7 separate regions of the Mus musculus genome follow, and regions 1, 2, 3, 4, 6 and 7 are each linked to region 5. A link is a contact called in public HiChIP or PLAC-seq and promoter capture Hi-C data. All regions are on one chromosome and are shown on one strand. The core of a region is the stretch at or near the end of the contact, and the rest is flanking DNA. Distances in the headings are between cores, read along the strand shown.

What was found. Promoter capture Hi-C pulls out the DNA fragments that hold promoters and counts their contacts. HiChIP or PLAC-seq counts read pairs in DNA pulled down with a chosen protein or histone mark.
Region 1: a FOXA1 HiChIP or PLAC-seq map of pancreatic cancer cells shows a contact between it and region 5. The contact joins the promoter of Baiap2 here to the promoter of Pgs1 in region 5. A contact is called at or near these places in 1 of 39 promoter capture datasets (liver) and 1 of 115 datasets of contacts at active chromatin or transcription factors (pancreatic cancer cells).
Region 2: a contact with region 5 is called in a promoter capture Hi-C map of liver, with 3 times the contacts expected there. The contact joins the promoter of Ten1 here to the promoter of Pgs1 in region 5. A contact is called at or near these places in 2 of 39 promoter capture datasets (liver and pre-B cells).
Region 3: a promoter capture Hi-C map of liver shows a contact between it and region 5, with 4 times the contacts expected there. The contact joins the promoter of Ubald2 here to the promoter of Pgs1 in region 5. A contact is called at or near these places in 2 of 39 promoter capture datasets (liver and pre-B cells) and 1 of 484 Hi-C or Micro-C datasets (B cells).
Region 4: a contact with region 5 is called in a promoter capture Hi-C map of pre-B cells, with 5 times the contacts expected there. The contact joins the promoter of Prpsap1 here to the promoter of Pgs1 in region 5. A contact is called at or near these places in 2 of 39 promoter capture datasets (liver and pre-B cells).
Region 6: a contact with region 5 is called in a promoter capture Hi-C map of liver, with 2.8 times the contacts expected there. The contact joins the promoter of Rhbdf2 here to the promoter of Pgs1 in region 5. A contact is called at or near these places in 6 of 39 promoter capture datasets (hematopoietic stem and progenitor cells, hippocampal neurons, liver and 2 more).
Region 7: a contact with region 5 is called in a promoter capture Hi-C map of liver, with 2.4 times the contacts expected there. The contact joins the promoter of Ube2o here to the promoter of Pgs1 in region 5. A contact is called at or near these places in 3 of 39 promoter capture datasets (hippocampal neurons, liver and pre-B cells) and 1 of 115 datasets of contacts at active chromatin or transcription factors (pancreatic cancer cells).

What each region holds. Positions count from the first base shown.
Region 1 is chr11:119,941,336-119,944,346 of GRCm38.p6, reverse strand. It overlaps Baiap2 (brain-specific angiogenesis inhibitor 1-associated protein 2), which reads right to left and starts at 1,255. Exons shown (of 14, transcript NM_130862.4): 1 at 1,099-1,255. The coding sequence starts at 1,152. Gm11767 (a long non-coding RNA gene) reads left to right here and starts at 1,253. Exons shown (of 5, transcript XR_001780400.2): 1 at 1,253-1,765.
Region 2 is chr11:116,197,260-116,200,202 of GRCm38.p6, reverse strand. It overlaps Ten1 (TEN1 telomerase capping complex subunit), which reads right to left and starts at 1,348. Exons shown (of 4, transcript NM_027107.1): 1 at 1,220-1,348. Acox1 (acyl-Coenzyme A oxidase 1, palmitoyl) reads left to right here and starts at 1,158. Exons shown (of 14, transcript NM_015729.3): 1 at 1,158-1,607; 2 at 1,822-1,981. The coding sequence starts at 1,499.
Region 3 is chr11:116,432,761-116,435,704 of GRCm38.p6, reverse strand. Ubald2 (UBA-like domain containing 2) reads right to left here and starts at 1,611. Exons shown (of 3, transcript NM_176902.3): 1 at 1,277-1,611; 2 at 1,084-1,146. The coding sequence starts at 1,396.
Region 4 is chr11:116,488,776-116,491,814 of GRCm38.p6, reverse strand. It overlaps Prpsap1 (phosphoribosyl pyrophosphate synthetase-associated protein 1), which reads left to right and starts at 1,469. Exons shown (of 10, transcript NM_026364.1): 1 at 1,469-1,767. The coding sequence starts at 1,598.
Region 5 is chr11:117,985,336-117,988,402 of GRCm38.p6, reverse strand. Pgs1 (phosphatidylglycerophosphate synthase 1) reads right to left here and starts at 1,546. Exons shown (of 10, transcript NM_133757.2): 1 at 1,390-1,546. The coding sequence starts at 1,523.
Region 6 is chr11:116,622,734-116,625,635 of GRCm38.p6, reverse strand. Rhbdf2 (rhomboid 5 homolog 2) reads left to right here and starts at 1,416. Exons shown (of 19, transcript NM_001167680.2): 1 at 1,416-1,458.
Region 7 is chr11:116,579,649-116,582,921 of GRCm38.p6, reverse strand. Ube2o (ubiquitin-conjugating enzyme E2O) reads left to right here and starts at 1,475. Exons shown (of 18, transcript NM_173755.3): 1 at 1,475-1,910. The coding sequence starts at 1,509.

The DNA.
Region 1 (3,011 bases), core at 6-2,505, 2.0 Mb before region 5:
CAGCTATGAGGGTTTCACAGGCCATTGCCTAGAAAGGCACAACCATGGTTGGTTCATACAATCAGAAACTGTTGCTCTCGAGCAGAGCACAATCCCATTTAGCCATGAACCAGCAACTCCATGTGAAAACCTAGTGGCTGGTGGAAAGCCTTTCACTCACCCTTAAGACAGTTTTGAAATAAAGCACAGCTTTGTAAAGAGGACTGCCATGCACAGGGCAGGGCAGGAATTTCTCTCTTGAAAAAAAAAATGTCACTGAGAACTGCAGCGGACCTGATGCCATCAGGGAGCCCCAGGCTGTGCTGTTGAGGGTAAGGGGCCAGGGCTGTGAGAACCCATGGTGAAGAAATAGGAAATGGCCCGTCCATCTGTACCCAAAGCATGGACATAACATGACACCAGGGGGCTTGCACAAGGCTCTGCAGTTCTTCCATGAGAAACTGTCATTTCACAGATTAGTATGTGAATGCGAGACTCTTAACACATATCAGAAGCAAAAGCAGGCGCGTCAGCCTCCTACACAATTAGTCTTCTCCCTCTGCGGTTACATAAGATGATGGATTATCTGTCCACCCATCCAACCTGTCCGAGCTCGACCTCCCACTTTGGGCCACGTCCATTAACACTCGTAAAGGAGTTGTGGAAAGGGAAAGCCTGTTGAAGAGAAAGTGCCCAGAGGCTGGCATAACAGCACCTAGAAGAGCCCCACGGTGCCACCGCGCCAAGCAAGCGCAGGGCGACCGCCCGCAGCAGCCTGCAACCTCCACGCCGCCCCCGCTCCTTGTTCCCCTCACTCTGGGATGCAGCGGACCAGGCCAGATCGCAGAGCAGCCCAGGCCCTGAACATCTCGGTCCCTCCGGACGCCAGGACAGACAGGCGTACTGAGGGAGCGCGCGGGGGCTGAGCGGCGCCGTCGGGGTGGGGGCGTCCACTCGTGCTCGGGGACGGCGCGGGCCGCGGCGGGCGTAAGGACCCTGGGCGGGCGCGGCCACCTGTGACCAACGGAAGATCGGTCCACCACACCCGCAGTCCGGGAGCCGGTGCCCTGCTCGGGCCTGAAGACCTAGGGGCGACTCGGAGCCGCGCTGGAAACTCACCTTGTAGACATTTTCCGTGAGCCGGTGCATCTCCTCCGAGCGTGAAAGCGACATGGTCCTGGGTCCCGGCTACACCACAGACCAGAGCAGGGGCACGGGTGGCGGTGAGGAAAGCGACAACTGCAGCAACAGGAAAAGGCGCGCAGACCAGGACCACAGAGCGCGGCGCCCGGCGGCCGCTGCTTTTATAGCCGCTGAAGGCCCCACCCCACAAAAACCCCGCCTCCGGGCCCCGCCCCCGCCGCGCCCGGATCACCGCCCCCGGCTGTCCGCCCCCGCCCAGCCTAGCCGCTGCTAGGCAACCGCCAGGCCCGCTCCTGCGCCGTCTTTTCTATTGGTAGATTTCGGAGGCGGGGGCGAAGGGCGGAGCTAGAGGAGGGACTCGGAGGCCGGCTCCGAGCGGCAATTGGTCGGCCGCTGGGAGGCGGAGGCGCGGCGCGCTGAGGCCCTGGAGCTGCCTGAGGGGGTCGGAGCGACAGCCGGGCTGGGGGCGGAAAGCGGGGGCGGGGTGGCGCAGGAAGAGCTAGCGCGGGGTGTGGGCGGTGCGGGTGGCACCGGCGCGAGCGCGCGTGGAGGCGGCACTCGGGAGGCAGCGATCCGAGCTGCAGGCCCTCAAGGGTCCCTCAGGAGTGCGCGACAGGGGCCGGTGGCTCCCGCGCTATTGCAGGTGAGTCGGCGAGGCGTGCGTCGACCCTGGACGGTCTTCCGGAAGGGAGGAAACCCGGAGCCGGAGTAGGTGGAGACGGAGGAAGGTGCTGAACTCTAGCGGGAGAACCCTGAGCCCTGGAGGCAGGATCGGGACAGGGTGGGCCCTGGGGCGGGTGCTTGTGGTGGACTGGTGCTGAACGGAGGGTGGCGGCCGACAGTTGGGTCTAGAATTCCGGGAAGAGGACCCAAGAGAGGAGCGAGGGAGACGTGGAGCGAGTTCCATGGGGTGGTTCGGAAGGGAATTGGGGCGGGGGCGGGAGTTGGGTGGATAGCTCCGGGGGAGGAGCCTCTCAGCACAGCTTGGAATTGCCCAGTAGCTGATGGTTTAAGGAAGGGTAAGGCTTGGCTGAGAAAACTGACCAGGTTGGCACACGGGGTTCCAACGCGGTTCCCTTTGAAGAAATATTTACATCAATTAGACGAACAGAGAGGAATTATTTGCTTTACATTGTAAAACACCAGAGCTGAATGTTTCCTTTTAATTAAACATAACACTCCAGCATCCATTTCCTGGACAGCTGGTTACACCACTCCAACAACCCAGAGGACACAAATCCAAGGCGCGGCTGTCAAGCCTCAGCAGGGGACTCAGACGGCCCCTATTCACTTTGCTACATGTGTAAGGAGAAGGAATTCAGCCCACTGTCCTCTGTTTCCTTGTCGTCTATGTACATCTCTGTGTACATCTCTGTGTATCTGTCTTTTCTTGGGTTCTTCTTGTGACAGAAAGCCAGCTTAAACTAACTGGCTGTCAAATAAGGACTTGTCAATTACTGTTCACTGCGACTGGTTGGTTACAGCTGCCCCTTCATCTCACTTTCTAGTCCATTTAGACCAGCATGGTATGGTGCCTACTCAAGCACACACTGATCCCCTCACTGATCAGAAAGCCAACAAGGAGCTGTGCACTGGGGTAGAAGCAACTCCTCCATGCTTGCCCCAGGCCAAGGCCATGGAGGAGAACTAGAGGTGGAGGCTGGCAGCAAACACTTGGGGTCTGTCTGAAAAAGGGCAGAGAAGCTCCCCCAAGAAAAGTTCCCATGGCTTGGACCACTCCCCCTTCCACAACATCCCAAGACTCTTTCCTGGGCCTGCCTACCCATAGTCACCCCATTTCTGTGCTACATGGGTGGCAGACTCAGGTCTGTCCATGTCCCAGGCAGGAGGCTGGCCAGCTGCAGCAGAAACCCACAGTGGGAAGAGGG
Region 2 (2,943 bases), core at 99-2,598, 1.8 Mb after region 5:
GCACCGTTACTGTAAAAGGGTCTTACATATGTTGTTACAAGGGCAAGTTAGAGAGGTAATGAAGAAATGTAGTTCTTTTTTTTTTTTTTTTTTTTTTTTCGAGACAGGGTTTCTCTGTGTAGCCCTGGCTGTCCTGGAACTCACTTTGTAGACCAGGCTGGCCTCGAACTCAGAAATCCACCTGCCTCTGCCTCCCCAGTGCTGGGATTAAAGGCGTGCGCCACTACCGGCGTAGTTCTTTTTGGTGGCATGAAATCAAATGAAGAAAGAGTGCATTTTACTTAGCACTTAAAGGCTTTTTGAAACAAGGCATTACACAGCCCAGGCTGCCTTCAGTCCGATTCTATATAGCTGATAATGATCTTGGACTTCGTGATCCTCAGACCTCCACTTGAAGTTGCAAGCCTGTGTGTGCCACGGTGCCCAGTTTATGCTGTGCTTTGAGATTATATTTTGGCTTTAGTGCATGCTCGACATCTCCAGCCTACTACTTAGCAATTTTTAAGGAAGAATTAAAAAACAAACTGGTGAAAACTGGCTGTCTTTGAGGCTCAGGAACTCTTTGTTATAAATCCTACGCTAGAACTTCTTAGGCGTAGGTACATCTTCGATGACGATAATGATATGGCAAAGTAAAGTCTAGATTTCAAAATTTCTAGGACCTGCCCTGCCGGTTTAGGTGGGAAAAGACTTGGGCTATAAAATGTAGAGAAACTGGACCTGTTCCCTCTCGCTTTAAATCCAGGCCCAGTGCATAAACCCGGAAGCTCCGCAGGACCAGGTCCTTGCATCCCAAGTCTCTAACGTCAGTCAAGTCGGCAATATTTTTAGCCAACGACAATGAACCGTCTCCCGAACGTAACCTTTGTCCTGTTACCCTTTCGCTCCAATTTGTTTGGGTTCCAGTAAAATCAACAGCTTTCCTCTATTAGCCTCCTCACCCCGCCCGAGACCCTTGACACCCATTCCCTTCTGGTTTCCGGGGACACTGTGGTGAGAGGACCCCCCCCCCACACACACACACACCCACCGCCCTAGCCTGAAAGGAGGTGAGTCCCACAGCGCAGGCGCAATCCCGCCCCTCAAGGCCCTGGCCAATCGGTTGCGCGCGTCTCCAGGGCTCTTTTCCTCCCGGAAAGATCACGTGAACCTGGAGACGTGAGGTCCGGGAAGAGCCCCACTCCCTTTCCAGTGCCACTGCGGTCCCTTGACCTTTTACCTTGCTTTCCTTGGCGAGGAGCCGCTCGGGGACCTCCCCTGGCCCGCAGCAGGGGATTCGTCCGTCCGGCGGGCGGTACCAGCGTCGGGGATTGCAGCCGGTCACGTGAGGAGTGGCGGCGGGGACGGGGCGGGGACGGCTCGAGGGGGCGGGGCCGAGGGCTGTCTCGCTCCGCTCATAGGGCCTGGTCGGCGCCTGAGCTGCGGAGACAGGTTGTCATCGCTTTGGTGCCTGTCACTTCTGTCGCCACCTCCTCTGCCCCCAGCACTGGTCTCCGTCATGAATCCCGATCTGCGCAAGGAGCGGGCCGCCGCCACCTTCAATCCAGAGTTAATCACGCACATCTTGGATGGTAGTCCGGAGAACACCCGGCGCCGTCGAGAAATCGGTGAGCCTGGAGGGCCGGGCCTCTTATACCGAACCAGGCGAAAGACCCCCGTGAATGAGGATTTGGGGCCTCTGGAGTTGAGGGGAAGCGGGGACCCCTACTTCGATGGGCGTCCGGTGTCAGGATTAGGAGGGGAACGTCCTCTGTTCTAATCTGATGGGAGTCAGGGAGGGTGAGTACCTGTTTCTCTTGATGTCATTTAACCCTCTTTCAGAGAACTTGATTCTGAACGATCCAGACTTCCAACATGAGGACTATAACTTCCTCACTCGAAGCCAGCGTTACGAGGTGGCTGTTAAGAAGAGTGCCACCATGGTGAAGAAGATGAGGGAATTTGGCATCGCAGACCCTGAAGAAATCATGTGGTTTAAAAAGTAGGTGTATCTTAGCACATTAGTGTATGCCCAAACTACAGCTGCAGTCTGGGGAGGTCTTCTTACCGCGCATGTCGTTTAAAGGCTTAAATTGAATACTTCATGATTCAATTTTATGTGTGAAAAATAATATTACTTTTGCATCTAGATCTTTTAGTAGGATAGCATAGCATAGTTGTAAAAATGCTAATAATGAACGGTTGTGCCCAAAATTGTTTTTTTTTTTAATTTTAACAAACTTTAAGGGATGGTGAGGTGGCTACCTGGCCTAATCATCTAATTTCAATTTGTAGAAAGAGAGTCACCTCCCTTAGATTGTCCTCTGACCATTTGCTAGAGGTGGCTGTTGTACCCCCACACACAATAAGATGAAACTTTAATTTATAAAGTTCTTTTGAACTGGGCCACGGTGACCCATGCCTTTAATCTCAGCACTTCGGAGGAGGCAGAGGCAGAGGCAGGCTGATCTCTGATTTTGAGACCAGCCTGGTCTGCAGAGCTAGTTCCTGTTCGTCAGCCAGGGTTACATGGCGAAACTGTGGGAGAGGGTGGGCCAGAAGGCCGGGCAAACACTAGTGAAGCCCGCTGGGGGGATGGGGGAGACAGAGAGGCAAATAATAAAAAAGCTTTTTGTTCCAAACATCCCTATGAAAGTTCTTTAAGTGCAAAGTGAACCTTCACTTTGTAAGAAAGCTTCCCGATACCAAAGGTGTGGCGCAGTGGAACACAGATTGCCTAGTGTCTCAAGGCTGTGGGTTTGAGTCTCAGCACTGAAGACAAAACAGAGAGGGGGTGGCGAAATCCGCCTACTGATTTTCTGAGGAACTGTATTGCAAGACCAGACATTGAACTATTTTGGAACACTATCAGATTCTGTTTTTATGTAATGGGTAGTTTGAGTATAAAGTAATAGAAAGTGTGAGAGTCCGTGGAGAACCTGTCAGACCTCAGAATGAATCCGA
Region 3 (2,944 bases), core at 362-2,861, 1.6 Mb after region 5:
CCTCTGCCTCCTGAGTGCTGGGATTAAAGGCGTGCGCCACCACGCGGGGAGGGGGGGGGGCGGCTCGTTTTTGTCAGAAGAAAAAAGTGCTGAGAACAAGATACAGCAGAAGATCCACATGTAGTCTTGTCTCCTGGGGACAAGGACACCAAAAAAAACAAAAAAGTCCAATGGCAGATCTCTTAGGGAATAATGTTTTACCACCCCTCTCCTGGGCTCAGGCCCTCCTACACGTTTGGAGCTAATAGCTAACTAGGAGTTAGAGCAGAGAAGGGATGTGCCTGGCCTCAGGAAAGCAGGGTACCCACTGGCCAGAGGGCAAAGGCTCTAGCCTGGAGCCAAGTTGGAAGAGGACAAATCCAGGCTCCAAGAACTATTTCCTGGACTGTTTTGTTTCTTAACATACTGAGATTAAAAGAAATTCTTGGCCTCACCTTAGGTATATAAATCTGTATATCCTCCATAAAGGTTATGTTCCCTGGAGGCTTTGGAAGGGCCAGCCTACCTTTGTGGGTAGAGTTGGACTTCCGGAGCCAGGGTGGATCTATCCCTCCCCTGCTTCCTGCAGCACTGGGTGGGTGGGTGGTGTGTGTGTGTGTGTGTGTGTGCACACGGCTGTGTTTGTTGCACCAAGACACAAATCCCTACCTCAGTCGTGTGTGTGTGTGTGTGTGTGTGTGTGTTTTGCATCAAGACACAAATCCCTCAGTCCCCCACCACCCCGAAGTCCCCAAAGGTCTGGTTATCCTCGAGCCCCTTCCCCATCCTCTGCTATCAGAATCGCAACATCCTGCTGGAAGCCGTCTTCCCTTCCTTCTACCCCCACCTCCCCAACACCAAGGCCCTTACACCCAGGGCACAGCGCCCAGCACAGGGCCTCAGGCCCCGATCCAGCGGCCTGGAGGCGGGTCCCAAAGTTGGGCGAGCCAGCGCCGGCCTGGGAGCGCTCTTTCCTGGAAGACATTTTGGCTCTTTGTTTACATTCGCGGCGCGCCGCTCCCCGGCAACATGGCTGTCACCGGCGCGGCTGACAGCGACCCTGCCGCACCGAGCGCCCCCTCCGCGGCCCTGGGGAACACTTACCATCTGCGGGTGGTGGTGGCTGTTGGGAATGTTGCTTTCTTGAAAGAACGTGCTTAGGGCGGTCTGCGGACAAAATACGGGACGCAGCGGCGTGAGCGAGGCCTGGCCGCCCCGGCCCCCCCCCCCCCCGCCGCGGCCCCCCTACGCGGCCCCCGGCTCCCACGCGCGCTCCCGACCCCGGCCCGGTGCACACCTCGAACTGCCAGTGCGCCGCTTGCAGCAGCTGCTGCGCCTGATCGGCCGCGCAGCCCGCGGCCAGCACGAACTGGTTGATCATGACCTGGTGCCGCAGCTCGTCCGTGTTCACCGACATGGCGCTGGGCGGCCGCCCCGGGCTCACGCTCGCAGCTCCGCCGCCGCCCGGCGAATGTTGTGGTTCGGCTCGCGCGGCCGCGCCGACGCCGCAAACAACAGCGCGGGGCGGGGCCGCCAGGCCCAACGTTCGGGGGCCGTGAGCCGACGCCGCTGATTGGCCCACGCGCAGCCCAGCCAGCCGCCGGCTCCCACACGGACGTTCGATTCGAATCCTGCGGCGGGCCCGGCCGCTCTGTTTCTCTCCTCGCCTGGCCGCGCCCATTGGCGGAGTCGGTGCCGCGGGGGCACCCCGGCATTGGCCAGCCTCCGTGTTTTGGCTCCTCCGAGTTGGTGGTTGGCTGGGGCCGCCATCGGGAGGCGGGGCGTGATGCGCTGATTGGCCTACCGTAGGCCTGTTTGAACTCAACTCGAAAACCCTGACCGCGTTCTGATTGGTGGAGGTCATCAGTGTTTGCTGTTGTAGGCGTGGGGGTGGTGCTGGCCAAGTTCATTCATTACTTCATTGAAACTGAACATGCTCAGCTGGAAAAGCAAGACGGAGTGGCTTTGACTCATTTCCTCTGAAAGATGTGGTCATCTCGAGAAACAGAACGATCAAAATAGAAAACACACAGAACCTTCGCAGCTACTCGACTCTCAAGAGTATTTAAATTTTTAAATAGCTTCTAAACAGTCTCTCTTAAAAAAAAAAGAAAAGAAAAAGAAAACTTTTGAAACATGGCAGACAGATCCTGGGTTCAATTTCTTAACACCACAAAACAAAACAAAACAAAACAACACAAAAGAACCAGGCGTAGTGACCACATGGTTTTAATTTCAGGGCTCAGTGGGAGGTAGAGGCATTCGGATAGCTCTGAGTTCGAGGCCAGTCTTGCCTACATGGTGAGTTAGTTCCAGGACAGCCAGCAGGGCTACATAGAGAAACTCTCCAAACACACACACACACACACACACACACACACACACACACACACACACACACACGGGGGTGGGGGGGAATAGCCAGTGCCAGGGCATGCTTTGCATAATCCAGCCTCGGGGTTTAAAAACCTTATGCTTTAAAAAAAAAAAAAAAAAAAAAAGTACCTGTTTTCAGCATGAAGACATTTTCTTTGTCATTATTCCCTGATCAAGAGGACATTGATACATCTATTCACATGAAACTTACATTGTATTGGGTATTAAAGTGACCTAAAGATGATTTAAGGTACACAAGATGGTGAAGTTGGCTGGTAGGAAAAAATGACACATGGTATAAGAGCCCCACTTATCCAAGGATTCTAGACCATGGGGAGCGGGCAGGAACTGTTTCCACCCTGATCTGGAGGATCGGATTGGGAATTTACTGTGAAGGCTCCTGTTTCAGGAAGACATATACTGTTTTTCATCAGAACTAATTACAGCGAAGGTTCTAACTAGTTAGGGTGTGCAGAACAGAAGGACAGAACAGAAGAAAGCAAACCTCACTTCTATTTCTTTGCCAGTGAAGGCAGAGGCAGTGAGAGTCGCTTTCCATGGTGTGGGTGTAAAACCAGACTGGGGTTGA
Region 4 (3,039 bases), core at 220-2,719, 1.5 Mb after region 5:
TTAAAGAGCAGGAAGGGAAAAGGCCTAGCGAAACAGGTTATGAGGTGAGGCCAGAGAGCTTATCGGCCCTTCCTGATTAGGTCTAGTGTAATCAACCTTGGGGCTCACAATCTGAGTCCAAGTCAGGTCTGGCCACCTTCTTCAATATGTTAATTAAAATTGCAACTTGGGCACGGGAGGGATGGCTCAGCAGTTAAGAGCACTGGCTGCTGTTCCTGAAGACCCAGCAGCCCACAACTGACTCCAAACTACAGTTCCAGAGAATCTGACACCCTCTTCTGGCCTTTGCAGGCACTGTGTATGCACGGTGCACAGACACAGAAAGACTCAATGTTCAGGCAGATTTCTGAGTTCGAGTCCAGCCTGGTCTACACAGCGAGTTCCAGGACAGCCAGGGCTACACAGAGAAACCCTGACTCGAAAAGCCAAATTAAATTAAATTAAATTAAATTAAATTAAAATTAAAATTAAAAGTCGAACTGAAAACAGAAAGCAGAAAAGGGAGATTTATTAAACCTAGCAACATCGGTAAGAGGAACAGAGGAATCCAGAGAAGTCCACAAGTCTGTCCTCCGTCCAGAAGTGAGATAAAAATGTAAGCAGAAGGCCGAGGATTTGCCACCTAAGCCGTCCCTTCCAGGGCAAGGTCCCGACCATCATTGAGACGCCCTTGCATGGGCTTCAACCTCAGCCTGTAAGGTGGTCTGAGAAGTCTCTGGAGCTCTGTGAAAGCTGTTTTTGGGAGTCACGTTTTTTTTTCTCCCAGCATGACATTCCTGAGGTGGGTGGGGGAAGATCTTTACTTCTTTGGGGGTCCGTTTTTCAAACAGTCTGATAGATCGAGAGGCTCAAATGTCTCTTTGGAACGACTTCATCTATTTACACAAAAGTAAATGAACACACGCGCCTTCTGTATTTGCACAAGGCGAACTCATGCGGGCAGAGCGGCTGGCTGGGGTTGAGGGGGACGGGTGGGAGAACTGAGAACAACAACGGGCAGGAGTGCAACCTTGCCTCACGTGCAGACACAGATATAACGTCTAGGGAAGGCCTCCACGTCCAGATTCTGGAGCAGTTAGTTTAAGTGCCCGCAAAAGGGAAAGGGCCGGCTGTCCCTTTTCAAATAAATCCCAGCCTGCGCAAGCGTGGAGGGGAGCGCCGGAGGCTCGTTCATCATAGAGGCGTGAGGCTAGATTGTCTCCGGTCCCTGGGCGGACATCTTAGTTCCTGGCAGTAAATTTGAAAACATTTATAAGTACCACTAAACATGGCTGCACCTCCCAGAATAGTGGACATTAAAATACCTGTCCCCGGAGACTCAAACTCAGGCGAACACGCGAGTCAGCGGCGCCTGTGTCAGAACAGGCTCTCCATGCCATGCCCACCTCCCTGCCCTTTTCCGAGATGGCGGCGGGGGCGGACGCTCTAGCTGCTCGACTCGGTGTCGCGGAGGGGCGCGGCCTGCCGCGGGGTCCGAAGGAGGCTGCGGCGCTCGGCTGCGCCTTCGGTGCGGCTTGGAGATCCGGACGCATCTGTGTCGCGCCTCGTCCCTCTGCGGCCCCGCGCGGACCGCTGTAGCCGCGCCTCGGGCCGGAGGATGCCCAGGAAGCTGCTGCTGCTGCCCCCGCTGTCCGCGTGCTCTGCTCTGCGTGTCCCGCGGGCTCGGCCCGCCGCCTCGCCGGCCATGAACGCAGCCCGCACCGGCTACCGAGTCTTCTCGGCCAACTCCACGGCCGCCTGCACGGAACTGGCCAAGCGCATCACTGAGTAAGCGAGGTGGTCCCCGGGGTGGCCCTAGCCCCTCTCCCCGTCACCTCCACCTTTGCACCCGGGAGCAGCAGGTTTGGGCCGACTCCCCAACCCCGTCCCAGGGCCGCGGCGCACTCTTAACCCTAGAGAGGTTTCCTGCGCTTGCCCTGAATCTGACCATCGCCATTTCCAGGCGTCCCTAAAGCGACAGGCGATGTGGGTCCATCCTAGACCGAAGGGTTAGGACAGTCAGGGAGAAGGGAACTCAGAAGTACTTCGGGCTGGGCGGGGGGAGAGCCGCGATTACAAGTGTGTAGGATCAGTTGTACAAAAAAGTGTTTGCTTAGGGGTGTGTGCGTGTGTTAACCACTGACCTCAGGGGACCGTGGGGGCCCTGAGATGTCTTTCCAGGCTTGTTTGTTGTTACCGATGCTGGATGGATGAAGGACGTGATTTTTTTTTTTTTTTTTAAACCTTACTTACAAACTGTGGGTGCTTCTATGGGGAAGGGATGGGAGCGTGAGCCTGAACTTTGCGGAAATCATGGAGAAGAATCCTGCAGAGCAGAGCCTCCCGGTGCCCTGCTGATAATAACCGGTCTACTTAAAGGCCCCTTTTCAATTTTGGAGAAAACTAGAGCCCTGGTATAAAGAGCCTTAAGGGCCCTTTGTGAAATAAGCTTTTTAGTAATATGTATCGTTTCTCTTCTCCTTTATGGGACAGAGCTTTATCGTAGCTCCTGCTGGCCTGGAACTTAGTGAATGGATGAGGCTTGCACTCTCAAGAGTTCAAGCCGGGAGATCTGCCTGCTTCTGCCGCGGGAACACCACACCCATCATGGGCTTTGGTTTCTGAGATAAGGTCTTATGACCCTGGTCACACTCTAAATGGTGTGATATTTCTGGCCTTGGCCTTTCCGATGCTGGCAGTTCAGGTGCGCACTTGGACTCCCTGGCGTAAATGACTTGACTTTGAACATTTAAAGTCATTTTCATATTTCAAAAGTTCTTAGCTCCACCTGTTTTATTATCAGTTGGACTTTGAAGTGGGTTTAGGAGATATGTACAGGGAGACAGTCAGTCTCTCCGGTTTCTGTTTCTTTTCATGATTTATTTATCGTGTATACAATGTTCTGTCTGCATGTGTGCCTGAAGGCCAGAAGGGGGCGCCAGATCTCATTACAGATGGTCGTGAGCCACCGTGTGGGTGCTGGGAATTGAACTCTGGACCCCTAGAAGAGTAGCCAGTGCTCTTAACTGCTGAGTCATCTCTCCAGCCCCTGATTATTTG
Region 5 (3,067 bases), core at 297-2,796:
TGATACCCAGTGGTATAGGGGATATAGTTCATGTAGGTTGCCTGAGCCCCCTTCAGAGATCAGCACCAAAGCTGAACAATGAATACTGAGGTTTACAAACCAAAAGGAAATCAACAAAGCTTCCTAAACTGCTCCTCTTTCAGGCAGAACTTTTGAAACCTAACATTTTTCAGTGGTCTGGTGCCCTGATGTAATAAGCGTCACCTGATTCTACCGTCCAATCGAATGGCTGGGGGAAAGAGCCATTCTGATCAGCAGGCAACCTGAGATAAGACTGCCTGTCTGCCTTGATTCTGTCATTCAGTAGGTCCTCTAAGTCTAATTTGTGCTTGGGTTGGCAAGCTCCCTGTTACTCTGTAAATCAATGACCCACATCTAGAACCAACGCAGGTGACTGCACCTCAAGCCATCTAGAGACAAGATCTTACCCACAGATCTTACTCACAGAACCAGAATGGGCCATTACAGCTCACACCTGGGAGTCAGCATTGGACATGAGGCAGGAGAATCAGGAGTATTAGGCTAACCTGAGTTACTCAATTTAAGGCCAGTATAGATACATGAAACTGTGTCTCTAAAAGAACTGGGGGTCCAGCGAGTTTGCTGCCAAGCCTGATGATCCGATTTCAATCACTTCAACTCACGTGGTAAAAGAGAACCGACTTCCCCTACCACCACCTGAGCACACAGTCATTATTTTAATTGTTTTATTTATTTTAAAGAGAGAGAGGAGGAGCTGAGATGTGGCTCAGTGGTAAAGCACCTGCCTTGTGTGCATGGAGTTCTGGGTTTGGGCCCCAGCATTTGAAGAAAAAGAAAACGAAGTCTCTAAACATATCCACACGAGAGAATATCACACACAAACACACAATCTCAATATCTATCTCGCGCGCTCCTGAAAATTAGCAATAGCATCAGGCCTCTTGGTTGAGCCTGTTCTTGGCAAATGTTTCCTTTAAAGGACCACTGCCTGAACAAACTGCTTCAAAGCTTCCCTCACCGCTTACACAACCCACTTCAGTACTTTTCCAGAAACAAGCCTTTCGAACGCGCGCAGAAAGAGTTTCGAGTGTTTCCTCTTCACGGGCCTGAGTACCGATTGAGTCAGGATTGAGAAATGTCTCCGGCAGGATGTGAGGAAGCCAGCCTGCACCGGGTCCCCGCAGGGCTGATTCACTCCGGCCAACTCACCGCTCTAACCCCGACTGCCACACTCACGCCCCGAGCCCGGAGCACAGCAGCCTTGGCCCCAGGGCCGGGCCGCAGCCCCGAGCTCGCCCCGGGTGGCTCCTGCACGGTGCACGCCCACGGGGCTCCTGGCTGAGCCGCCGGCACGCGGGGAGACAGCGAGTCCCCCACCCCCCGCCCGGCCCTCTCGAGCGCTCTCACCTCCGGCGCCGGCGCTCCCGGCTCCTGCCCAGACGGTCGGAGAGGCGGCCCAGGAGCGCGGCCAGCCCGGGCCTGCCAGGCAGCAGGCCCAGCAGCCGCCTCCAGAACACCGGGCCCGCTGCCGGCGCCGCCATGGAGACCCGCCGCTTCCGCTTCCGGCGCGCGAGAACTTTATTGACAGTGCGAGCGCGAACAGGGAGCCAGCGCGCAGGCGCGGTAGCGGCAGTGACAGCTGCATAGGCTGTATTCCCTTGTCTTTGCCTCTCTGTATCCTTTCTGGGGCACCGCGTCGCGCCAGACAGGGAGCTCAAGGGCGGGAGGCATGGACTACAGTCCTAAGTTCACCTGATGGTCCAGGAGGGAGAATGCTGGTGACAGCTCAGCACCCCGAATCCTGTCAGATTAGCAGCTGCTGCCCTGCACTTTATGCTCATCTGCCTTGCTGTAAGAGGAGGGATGCTCAGCGACCAGACTACCTGTCAGACTTCCAGCTGCTACCCTGCGCTCACATAAAGGTCCAGGAGGATTAATAACAGCTCAGCGCCCGGAGTCCTGTCAGACTGATAGCTGCTGCCCTGCGACCTATGATCATCTGCCTTGTTCCAAGAAGAAGGAAGGATGCTCAGCGCAGACTTTCAGCTGCTACCCTGCGCTCACATATGAGAGTCCAGGAGGGAGAATAGCTAGTAACTGCTCAGCGCCTCAATCCTGTCCGTTTGACAGCTGCTGCCATGCACTCACATGAGGGAGCAAGGAGGAGGATGTCAGTGGCATCTTAGCACCTGTCACACTGACAGCTGCCGCCATGCGCATTAAACTCACCTGCATTGCTCCAGGAGAGAGGAAGCTAGTGATCATTCAGAGTCCTGACACCTGTCAGATTGATAACTTCCTGAGCCCTACGCCCTCAACTCACCTGCCTGGCTCCAAGAGGAAGGATTCTTGCAATAGCTCAGTGCCCAACACCTGTCAGATAGCCAGCCCCTGCTTTGTGCCCGCACTCGTGTGCATCATCACTCAGTTCAGCACCCTGAGGCCTGACCCTCCTCTGCCCCTGTCTGACTTTCATGCCCTTAATTCCTTCCCTGGCTCACATGCTCTGGGACTTAGAAGCTAGAAACATTGTAAAACAGTCATAATTCTCTTTACCCCAGAGATGATGGAGTTAAAGCTGTAACACTTGAACTAACATTCTGAATTTCACCTCCACCAAACTATTTCAGGAAAGTGAATGACACATTTCAAAAGAATATTTATCTCAGTCTTTCTCCCATTATTGAAAAGTGTGGAAACAGCCGGTGGTGGTGGTGGTGGTGGTGGTGCACGCCTTTAATCCCAGCACTGTGGAGACAGAGGTAAATGGATCTCTGTGAGTTCAAGACCAGTATGGTCTACAGAATGAGTTCCAAGATAACCAAGGCTACACAATGAAACCCTATCTTGAAAAACAAACAAAAAATCTCAGTGAAGGAGTTGGCTAGATACACTGTGGTGTATCAATACAATGGATGGCCATAGCTCCATGAGAATATGATACCCTAGAATAATATTTCATGGCATCACTTATAAAATTTACCAGGGGCAGGCAAAATGGCTCAGTAGATAAAGGTGCTTGCTGCCAAAGCTGACAACCAGAGTTTCAACTTCAAAACATATATAGTAGGAAAGAGACTCAATT
Region 6 (2,902 bases), core at 167-2,666, 1.4 Mb after region 5:
TTTCCACATCAAATCCCAAGTGAGGGGCTAACCCAGGCCCTAGGCATCTGTATCAGTGGCACCCCCTGCCCTTCTCCGGCCTGCTGTTCTTGTTCAGGAGCTGACAGGTCCGGCGAGTGCTCGTAGGTGGGAGCATGGGAGTGTTGGACAGGGTGTCATAAATGTAGGCCTTCGTACAGGGCTAGGTACGCGAACATGAAGAGTGGTACTCTACCAGGAAGTGGGTAAGAACATCACAAGATGGCACCACCCAGAGCCGAGTTAAGGGAGGGATATCTGGGTCCAGGAGGGAGATGAGGAGGCACAGCCCAGCTCCTATGGGCTCAAGGTGGCTAGAGACGTGGGCTAAGGAGGATAAAAGCCTGTGGCTTAAACTTGAGGGAGGGCCGGCCGTCACCACTACTAATAATAGCAAAGATAACAGCAGCTGCTAGTTAGAGCCAGGGGCCCCACAAATGCTCCCTGTTACTGCTACCACACAGAGAGGGGAAAGCTGAGACCGAGGAGGCTTAGGGGATTCATCTAAGACCACAGGAGCAGTCAATGGCAGATCAGGATTTGAACCCCCGGCTCTGTTAGCTGGAGTCATATATAGTTATTTCTCATTACAGCCAACAAAGCAAGTTACTTGGTCAGTATTGGCCAGGCTAGAGTATCCAAAGCCTGGGCCTGGGGGCTGTTCATGACACGGAGATGTGGAGGGCCTTCCTCTGCATCTATTGCCAGTTACTGTGAGAGCCAGCTTTCAGCCTTAGCAAGAAGCCTCTGTGTCCTTGGGTGCAGAGCAACATTCACAGTTTCCTAAGGGACAGTCCCAAGAACTAGCATATACCTCGGTTGCCTTTCCAACTGCTCTGTGTTTAGTCCTGGGGTGGTTAAGGGGACAAGACCCAACTTCCAGCAAGGACCCGGTCTGGCCTAGAAGGGATGCCAGGCCTGAGGAGAGATCATTCTAATGGACGAAGGAGAGACAGCAGCTAGAGAAGGCCAAGGCTTCCTAGACGATGTAGCTGCAGCGATCGATCGGGGATTCTGGAAAGGATGCAAGCCTAGTCGAGGCTCCTGGAGTCAAAGGAGCCTGAGGTCACACGAGAAAGAGAAGGGGAAATTGAGTGGTTTTTGCTTGGTTGTTATGGGGGTGTGTCCGTGTGAGCGCGTGTGTTGCTGGAGATCGAACCTAAGATCTGTGTGCTAGGCAAGTGTTTAAATGTGGCCATAAGTGGAGCAGCAGGAGCTACAAGCCCAGGCAGAAGCCGCGGGCCGACCACGCCCCCCGAAGCACCGCCCACACACCAAGAAGCCCCGCCTCAATGAGGCCCCGCCCACACCCAGTCCCCGCCCCTGCGCCCTCGCGCAGGTAGGGAAGAGGCGGAGCGCTGGCGCTCAGCCTTGTAGCCGCCGCCCCGCCGCTGCCCACTCTGCTCTCAGCCGCTTCCCGGGACGTGGGGCCTCCGAGAGGTGAGCACGGGGAATTGGGTGCGGCGGAGCTCGGGTCCGCTAGGCCGCGGGTGGCCAGGGATTCACGGGGCTGCCCCGTTCGGCCGCGGGGAAGGTCGGGGGCTGTGCGCCCCGCAGAGCGCCCTAGAGGCCGAGGCTGGACTCTGTGCCCGCGGGACCGCTGGATCCCTCCCGCAGATCCTTGGCCTCTGCTGGGACCAGGACGCCTAAAGGGGTTCCCCGGGGCACAGTCACCAGATGTCTGGGCGCGTGGTTTGCGCAAAAGTTTAAAAGCCCAGAGAGGAAGAGAGGGCACTGCCCAGTGTTGGAACATGCGACTCCGCCTCCAACCAGAAATCCCTTTTAGACCTTAAGACTATATTCCCCTGTCTCCCGGGTGAACTTCCAAAGTCCTCGGGCAGCGTTTTGTGCGTGGAGCTTCGCCGCCGTGGTAGTAACAGGTGCGGGGGTGGGGGATGGGGAAGGCTCACACCGCCAGAGTAGTCCGCGGCTCAGAAAGTGTACTCAGGAGTCCTGGCTTAAGGACCGAGGGGTTTGGAGAGTTGGGCCCCCAGCTGATGTTTCTGCATTGGATTGAAAGTTAGGGAGCGAAAGGTCTGTAGGGCCCAGGTCTCTACCACAACCCCAGGGCAGAAGGGAAGCCAGGTCCATACCTTGATTCAACTCCAGGAAACACCGAGCCGCGAGTCTGTAGGGCCGGGACATAGAGAGCGAAGGTGAGGTGTACCTGAGGGATTGCCTCATAGGTGGAGCGGTTGCTGTTTCTCAACCAGCTGCATTGGGGGTTCCAGTGTGGGTGACATCTTGTGGTGAAATACTGTCCCCAGCATCTATGTTGTGCTGTTGTGATTGTAGTCAGGGAGAAGAAAATGAAACTTGGTTTCAAGCAGTGGTTCTCAGCTTAGGGGTGCTTTTGCCCGCTAAGGATATTTGACAATCCCTGGAGACACTTGGCCATCACAGGTCTGCCCCACAGTACAGAATCTGGCCCCTCAAAAGTCAACATTGAGTGACCGTCCTATGACCACCAGCCCACTAGGGTACTTCTTGTGAATTTCTCTCCCTACCTAAGTTTCTCCAGGGGCTGGGAAGGGCCAGGACGAATCTCAGTGAGAGATAAAGAGATAGGTGGGCAGGCTTCGCCCTGGCTGGCCACTGGCCCTGTGGAGGAGAAGCTGGGAACAGTGGCTCTCTCGAAGCACAGGTCTGTAGTACTTTACCCAGGATAGCTTCAGACACAGGATAAGCTCAAGGTAAGCCAGAGTAGCCCTGGGGATGGAGGAAGGGCAGGACCAAGCTCTGTTCCCATGGAGTTTCCCAAAGCTGGATGAGCTGAGGTCTCCCGGATAGCGGAATGCCATGTGACCAACTGGAATTTTCCTTCTGAACACAGAACTGACTCCCCTAGCTATTTACACCAGGAAAGTAACATCCAAGGAATAAC
Region 7 (3,273 bases), core at 226-2,725, 1.4 Mb after region 5:
GTGCTTGCTAAACTTGACTGACTAGGAGTGAGGGCACATACCTGTAGTACTCACTAGGGAGGCAGACACTGGCAGATCTCTGTGTTTGAAACCAGCCTGGTTTACAGTGTGAGTTTACATAGATAGGTGGATTTCTGAGAGTCCAGGCCAGTCAGGGCTGCATAGTAAGACTCTGCCTCTTTTTTCTTTTCTTTTCTTTTCTTTTCTTTTCTTTTCTTTTCTTTTCTTTTCTTTTCTTTTCTTCTTTTCTTTTCTTTCTTTCTTTCTTTCTTTCTTTCTTTCTTTCTTTCTTTCTTTCTTTCTTTCTCTCTTTCTCCCCCCCCCACCTTTTTTTGATTTTTCAAGACAGGGGTTTTCTAATATATATATATATATATATATATAAAATTTTAAATTTCAATTAATTTTATTTATTTATTTTGGTTTTATTTTGTAGCCCTGGCTGTCCTGAAACTCACTTTGTTTGGTTTTTTTAAAGGCATTTTTTATTAGATATTTTCTTCATTTACATTTCAAATGCTATCCCCAAAGCCCCCTATACCCTCCCCTGTCACTTTGGGTTTTGTTTTTGTTTTTGTTTTTTGTTTTTGTTTTTGAGACAGGGTTTTTCTGTTTAGTCCTGGCTGTCCTGGAACTCACTCTGTAGACCAGGCTGGCCTCGAACTCAGAAACCCGCCTGCCTCCCAAGTGCTGAGATTAAAGGTGTGTGCCACTGCCTTGCAAGACTCACTTTGTAAGTCATGGCTGGCCTCGAATTCACAGATATCCTCCTGCCTCTGCCTTCCAAGTGCTGGGATTAAAAGCATGTGTCATAACTAAACCGCATTTAAAAAATTTTTGTTTGGCTTTTTTATTCTTTTGTTTGTTTTTACTTTTCGAGACAGGGTTTCTCTGTGTAGCCCTGGCTGTCCTGGACTCACTCTGTAGACCAGGCTGGCCTAGAACTCAGAAGTCCATCTGCCTCTGCTTCCCCAGTGCTGGGATTAAAGGCGTGCGCCACCACTGCTTGGCTTGTTTGGCTTTTTCGAGGCAGGGTTTCTCTGTGTAACCTGGACTTGCTTTGAGACCAGGCTGGCCTAAAACAGAGATGGGCTTGCCTCTGCCTCCTGAGAGCTGGGGGTTAAAGGCGTGGCCACCACGTCAGACCCGGGCATAATTTTTTTTTAAGAAATTACAGTCAGTTTTGCGTGCAGTCCCCGCCCCTCAACTCCGGTAGACCAGTACCCTTCCTCAGGCCCCTAATCCATCTTCGTTCCTGCAGCCCTGCCACGCCCCGCGGCAGTCCTTCCACCCCCGCCCCAAGCATCTTCAGCGTCCCCTAGCGACCGGGCGGCGGCTCCTAGCAACAGCATCCCGGCGCCCTAACGACGGCGGCACGCAGGCCTACGTCAGCGCGCTCGGCCCCGCCCCCGCGCCGCCGGCCCCGCCTCCCCGCGCCTTAGGCTGCCGCCGCCGCTACCGCCGCCGCTGTCGCTGCTGCCGCCGCCCGAGACTCGCGCAGAGCAGTTATGGCGGATCCCGCAGCGCCCGCACCCGCCCAGGCCCAGGCCGCCGCCGCCCCGACCCCGGCCGCAGCCCCCGCCGCCGCCGCCCCGCCGCCCGCGCCCGCTACGGACTCGGCCTCAGGGCCGTCCTCCGACTCCGGCCCCGAAGCAGGCTCACAGCGCCTGCTGTTCTCCCACGACCTGGTGTCCGGCCGTTACCGCGGCTCGGTGCACTTCGGGCTGGTACGCCTCATCCACGGCGAGGACTCGGACTCGGAGGGCGACGATGACGGCCGCGGCAGCTCGGGCTGCTCCGAGGCCGGGGGCGCGGGCCACGAGGAGGGCCGGGCCAGCCCTCTGCGGCGCGGCTACGTGCGCGTCCAGTGGTACCCGGAGGGCGTCAAGCAGCATGTGAAGGAGACCAAGGTGAGGCGGGCCGGGGCGGTCGGCAGGGCTCGGGGAGGGGAACGCCGCCTCGTCGCCCGGTGCACCGTCATCACACCGGCCTGGGCGCGCACGCCGGCAGGGCTGCTCCGGGCGAGGGGAGGGGCCTTGCGAGCGATGCTCGGCTGTGGTGTTGGCCTCGGGGTGATGGACGCGCACGGATGCCCGTGGGGACCTCCTCGGGCGCTGAGGCGCGTTCGGCGTTACACTAGTGCGGCGTTTTTTGCTTACAACCCCCACCGCTAAAGGAGGTCCGTGCTGCATTGTGCTTTCCGAAGGGAAGGCCGTGCCGGGGAGGGCTTGGCTGTGGGTATTCCAAAACAAAGATAGAGGTGAAAACCCAAGAAGTTGAGCAGATGCTGACGGAATGCATGGTGGGGCAGCGGCCCCACGTCTTTTTTGTTGTAACCCCTCTGCATCCTTTGAATTGCCTCGGAGAACTTTATGAGGGAAATGATGAACCAGTCCAGGGCCATGATATTAATAGTACTGAGGGAGATGGTGGCAGCTGCGACTGGGTGTCTAGGACTTCTTGGGGTGGGGTGGCCTATGAAATCGTGGACAGAAGAGAGAGGGACCAATGGGAAAAGCTGCATCTTGTTTTTTCGTTCTTTTGGTTTTAACCTGGGGCTCTTAAGCAAATACCACATTCTCCCACTGTTCGGGAAAGAGGCTTGTGAATGGAGCAGTTCTACAAGAGCGGACTGACATCATAAACCTAAGCCAAGATTGGTTTGCAGGCTTGTTTTCCTGAGTGTGTGGTTTTGTATCTGTCTCTCACATATCTTTACCTCACAGCTCCTCCTGTCCTGCCCCTCCCCATCAGGAAACATTTCTAAGCATGAATCAGGTCCCTGGAAGTGAGAGATCTGCTTTGGGGGAAGGCTGTTAAGTCACTGTTTTTTGCAGTGCTGAGGGTTGAACCCAGGAACTTGATGCTAAACCTCCAGCACTTTGACGTAGAGCTACGTCCTAAACCATTCTACTTTATTTTGAGAGTAAACCTTGCCAACTTGTTCAGATTGGTTTGGAAATTAAGATATTCTCACCTCAAGCCTAGACAGTATAGAGGAGCCAAGCCACCAAAACAATCGCAGGGGGCTCTTCAGAAATTAATATAAGGCTGTATGGTGACTCATGTCTTTGTTTTTTCCAGACAGGGTTTCTCTGCGTAGCCCTGGCTGTCCTGGAACTCACTCTGTAGACCAGGCTGGCCTTGAACTCAGAAATCCGCCTGCCTCTGCCTCCCAAGTGCTGGGATTAAAGGCATGCAGCACCACTGCCTGGCGACTCATGCCTTTAATCCCAGCACTAGGGAGGCTGATGAGGCAGGAGGATCTCTTGG